Regions from separate parts of the Zea mays genome. Here region 2 is linked to region 1. The links are chromatin contacts, called in public Hi-C maps. All regions are on one chromosome and are shown on one strand. Each heading gives the region's core, a stretch centred on a gene start, on an enhancer-like site or on the middle of the called end of the contact. The rest is flanking DNA. Distances are from core to core; before and after follow the strand shown.

Region 1 (2,700 bases), core at 138-2,637:
ATTCTGCATCTCCAACAACGTTCTCTAAATTCGATCCTCTATATCTACAGTGTTGATAGAATTTATAAACTATCATATTTATTCTATCTTTTGCATGTAATTTGAATTTGTCCTAATGTACTTAATTAAAAAAACTAATTAACATTTTGTGCTACGTCACTTTTTTAGCATATATATTAATTAAAAAACTAATAACGAGCTGTATGTTCATGTTTTTTTGGCTGTTTTCGGTTGCTTGTCCTCCACCTAGCCTTTTTCTTTGGCCGAACACGCTACGCCTACAACACCAGACCAAGCTGTCGCTCCTCGATTCCATTCATGGCCGCCGTCGCCGCTCCTCAGATCTCTGTCCATGGCTAGCGCCACCTCCACTCGGTCGTCTGCTACAAACATCGCTGCCTCTCTTCCCAACAACGATTGCTTTCTCCAACCAAGCCCAAGAAATCGATGCTCGCGTTTGGCCGGATGAAGCGACTCCGTGCGCTGCTGGTCGACGGCGGCGTGCTCCACGGTCATCGCCGCTGCCGCCGCCACCTCCCAAGTCCGTGCTCGATTTCACAGGAAGGACAGATAGCGGACGCACAATGAATCGCTGAGAATAGCGTGTACGAACATCGTCCGGTACTTTAGCGACTGGTTTAGCGTTCGTTGCTGAAGGATGTAGCGGACGCTTGGATCGCTAAATTTAGCGTACAGGAGTGTATAGAGTTTGTTGTTAGAGACAGCCTAAAGCCTCTTGTACTCTAAATATAGATGACCAAACGGTTCTCTACGCTCTCCAGTAGCGTCCTCTAAACGGTCCTCTAAATTTAGAGGACGCTGCTGAATTCTCTATATATAGAGTTTCTCTAAACGGTCATCTATCCATTTGAATACTTTAAATAAACGGTTTAACAAAACTAAAACATGTACAATACATTTAAGAGTATGACAAATACGTATGTACAAAAATAAAAAAAAATGTCTCTAATATAGGTATTTACGTATAGAGAACATAATTTAGAGGACATTGTTGAAGAGTAAGAAGATATAGAGGATAAAATCTTTTAGATGATACTGTAAAGTACGGATATAGAGAATAAATATAGAGGACATTACTGGACGGTCCATGCCTGACCCATCTAACCCTGTTCGCTTGGTTTTAAAATTTTAAACTATACAGAATTTTTATGTTTCTTGTTTGTCTCTATACTGCAACACAGTCCAAACAACCGGGTTTTAGTCTGACGGGATTCAATGATCCAATCTCCGCCGTCCGTCCTCTCGCGGCGGCCCAAATCCAACGCCTGCAGCTCGCGCCAAGTCATTGATCCGCGTCCACCCATCTCCACCAATCTCCTTCCATCATGCCCTTCTACAAAAGCTACCACCCCCTTTTTGCACACCAAGAAAAGCCTCCATTCCCGAGTCTCCAGCCAACCGCATCCAGTCCACCCCCATCCCCCTCGACCCCGACAAACCCGACCCGATGGCGCCCAAGGCCGAGAAGAAGCCAGCGGAGAAGAAGCCGGCGGCCGAGGAGAAGGCGGAGAAGACGACCGCAGGTAAGAAGCCCAAGTCCGAGAAGCGCCTGCCGGCCTCGAAGTCCTCCGGCAAGGAGGGCGGCGAGAAGAAGGGGAAGAAGAAGGCCAAGAAGAGCGTGGAGACCTACAAAATCTACATCTTCAAGGTCCTGAAGCAGGTGCACCCCGACATCGGCATCTCCTCCAAGGCCATGTCCATCATGAACTCCTTCATCAACGACATATTCGAGAAGCTCGCCGGCGAGGCCGCCAAGCTCGCGCGGTACAACAAGAAGCCCACCATCACCTCCCGCGAGATCCAGACCTCCGTGCGCCTCGTCCTCCCAGGAGAGCTCGCCAAACATGCCGTCTCCGAGGGAACCAAGGCCGTCACCAAGTTCACCAGCAATTGAGCAGCCTGCAGCGTCCACGGATTTGTTAGGTCTCCCCTTCTTACAAGGGTTCTTCGTCGTGTCCTCTACCCCTCCCCGCCTATGTATGTGCTGTGAAATCGTTGATGTTCTCGTCGGGTGAACAAAGGCCAGTAGCTAGCTTGCCTGCTTCATAAATCGTGCCGGATTGTAATGGGCCTCTTAGATTTGACGCCCCTATTTTGGAATATAGTTGTATCGGTGCCTTCCCTGCTTGCTAATTTTCTTCTGCCCTGGTAATTTGGGATCTAAGATTTTGACCGGGCAGTGGAGAACCGATGAAGATACAGGGTCATGAGGTCGAAAGCTCATGGGTTTGTTTCAGTCTCAGGTTCTTCGGCATGGATATATTTATGAGCGGTAACTATGTATTGCAGCCATATGGTTCACCATGTGATGAAATGATGATTCCATTTGCGCCACAACTTGTGAATGCGTGATCAAATAATCTTTGCTGGTGAGAATGTGGGTTTCAGGGTTTGCAAAACGTATCTGGTGCCAACACATAGCGACAACGATGATTTTTATGAGTGTTTGCAAAAAGGTTCTCCATTTTTGTTACCCTGATTGCTTCCTGGTTCCTCCATAGGTACTTTACTTGGCCATAACAAATGCTGATGAATTTGGTATATTCTGCGTTGAAGCAGCATTCTCAGCAGCTACGGCACTTCAGTGCCTTCATCTTGGTGGAATGTGTGGTAGGCTGGCATCTTCACCTCCTGAATGTCTGGTCAATTGTGTTTTGTAGATGATTCTCATTGGTTAAT
Region 2 (2,700 bases), core at 34-2,533, 190 kb before region 1:
CGTCCTAAAATCTCCGTAGGGCTCATGTGCACCCATCATAAATTGTTCTAAGCAAAACACGTTTAAATCAAAGTTTTTTTTTGAGATAAGCTCTGAAAATAAGATGCACCTTGAGTATTCTATCAATCCTAACCCCATCCTAAAAATCTCTCTACGACCCAAGCACACCCGGTCGATCACTCATCATAAAATTGTTCTAAGCCAAGTATGCTTAAGCCAATGATTTTCTTTAGACATACTTCCGAAAAGAAGATGCACCCTGTTGCTATCATTATTCTATGAATCCAATTAAGCCTTACCAGGATATCAAAATCTATCCCCTTATAACACTGATGTCCTCGTCAGTTAACCCTAAGCTAGAAACCCCCTTTTGGCCACGTCTGGGTGCAAAGTTAGTGACCGTCAACTATAGACGGCTGCTGACGCCCATTTGCCGAGTGCCGAGTGTCACGTTTCGCCGAGAGCTTGACACTCGGCAAAGTCATATTAACCGAGTGTCTTTTTATGTAGAGTATTTTGTTCTCGGCAAACTAGATTTATGCCGAGAGTCTTAATTCATCGAGAGTGGCATCGAGTGCCTGATAAATCGTACTAGGCAAAGCGACGAGGACTCGTCAAAGAGCCAAATTGCGGTAGTGATTACTCTATAAAAGCTAGTGGTCGACAAAAGTTACTGTTGTGAGACAGAAACATGATGACGTCTTTATAGAGACGCTAACCATATCAAGTAATAGAAAACGTCTGCTAGCTGCTGCATACACCGACTGGACTTCGATCTGCCTGCTGCATCCCATCCGCCTCGTGCGAGAAGACAGAGAAGACCGACGCCTACCGACTTCCCGTCACGCCCCGTGCACGTTACCTACCTGAGCTGTGGCCTGCGAGGGCGTATGAGCCGCGAGAAGACGCCTACCAACTTCCCGTCACGCCCCGTCCACGTTACCTACCTGAGCTGTGGGCAGTAGTGGCCTGTGTGGGACGTATGAGCTGCGAGAAGACGCCTACTTGTTTCCCGTCACTCCCCGTCCACGTTAGCTGCCTGAGTCGTGGGGCGTGTGAGCTCCGGACCGGGCACCCGCACGACCGCGACTCCGGCAGCGAGAGCACAGAAGACGACGGCAAGACTGAGCAACGGGCCAACGGCGCGTGCTGGACGCGGACGGACGGAACATACGGTTGCGTCCACGCGCCAAAAGTGGTTTGGCTGTCTCCAACTGGAGCCTATATCAACAACAGGAGACTACATGTTTTTTGATTACATAGATTATATGTAATATTTTTTCGTTTATAGTCTCTAATAGTATCTTTTTAAATATTGTTCTAAATACAGTACAGTGTACACTCTTTCGTCCTCATATATAGAGTTTCTTTTCTTGTTATCTATTTTTTATAATCTAGATAATATATTACATAAAAAATATTTGAGAGTATGACGTGTTTATAAAAATTTAGAGTAAAACATATTTTTAATATAAATATTTCATATGTAGAACATTGTTGGAAAATAATATTTTTTAAAAAGAAACTGTAAAAGAAACAGAGGAAACAGAATAGGCATTGCCCGGGCCGCGTTTATAAGTCGCCAGACCCTCCCTCCCCGATCTCGCACTCTCCTCCCCCGCTCTCGACTTCCCACATCCCCTGCGGCCCCGCCCCCCGACTCTTCTCGTCGCGGCGCGCCCAATCGGCTCGGTGGCAGGCTAGTGCACCGGCTCGGCTCGGGTCCGGTTCTACCGCCAACGCGGGCCGCGGCGCTCCCGGATCTCGGTCTAGTAAGTCCCTGCCCTCGAATTTGATCATGCGAAATCTCATATTGTTTCCTGGGGCGGTTCTCCTCTGTTGGCTCCTCGTGGTGGCGAGCGCGGTAGATCTGATCCTCGCGTCTCTCTCCGACCATCTGCCGTCGCGTTGGTGGGTGGGTTACGTCATACGTGGGTACGCAGCGTGATCTGGCATTCCCTGCTTCAAAAGGGATGGCCTGGTCCTGGTTGCCGCGTGATTTGGCCCTCTAGATTCGTGGATCACGAGGATTATGGGCGGCCACCTTTTGGTGATTGCTTGGGCTAGGACATTGGCTGCCTTACCGTTTTAGCGATATCCTAGCAGGAGTAGTTAGTAGTTGATTTAATGATCCTCACTGGCCTAATTAATTGCGCTCGTAACATACAAAACTCAAGTTGGTAATCACCGGCAACAGTGCGTCATGGAGAGTTTGCCTGTTCTAAGCATAAATGTTACGATTGAGTCATTTCAATTTCAGATTACATTCGAGACGAGTACTGGAATTTTTTTCATACTAAATTGTTTCCATATTTTCTACTCATTGTTTGTCAATGAAATAGTATTTGCTATGGAAGGCAACCGGATCTCTGCTTTTACTTTCCTGTCATTACACTTCCTCAACTTTAGAGGATGGGCAATCAATCTGAGAGTACTCCTAACCCCGTTGTGTTTTTTTTTGGAACACATTAACAGGTCAGAGAGTTAGCAGACAAAGATGGCGACTTATGAGCCCAAGAACATTCTCATAACTGGTGCTGCTGGTTTCATTGCATCGCATGTCGCCAACCGTCTGGTCAGGAACTATCCCCAATACAAGATCGTTGTCCTTGACAAGATTGACTACTGCTCCAACCTAAAGAACCTCAATCCTTCACGGTCTTCACCAAATTTCAAATTTGTCAAGGGTGATATTGCAAG

Evidence for each region. Hi-C and Micro-C count contacts between places; a contact is called where the count stands out from the background.
Region 2: a Hi-C map of tassel shows a contact between it and region 1, with 2.5 times the contacts expected there. The contact joins the promoter of LOC100285088 here to the promoter of LOC103639304 in region 1. A contact is called at or near these places in 4 of 25 Hi-C or Micro-C datasets (bundle sheath, ear, leaf and 1 more).

What each region holds. Positions count from the first base shown.
Region 1 is chr9:145,276,542-145,279,241 of Zm-B73-REFERENCE-NAM-5.0, reverse strand. It overlaps LOC103639304 (histone H2B.1-like), which reads left to right and starts at 1,387. Exons shown (of 1, transcript NM_001301449.1): 1 at 1,387-2,154. The coding sequence starts at 1,469. The coding sequence ends at 1,915.
Region 2 is chr9:145,468,947-145,471,646 of Zm-B73-REFERENCE-NAM-5.0, reverse strand. It overlaps LOC100285088 (RHM1), which reads left to right and starts at 1,283. Exons shown (of 3, transcript NM_001157983.2): 1 at 1,283-1,772; 2 at 2,476-2,700. The coding sequence starts at 2,498.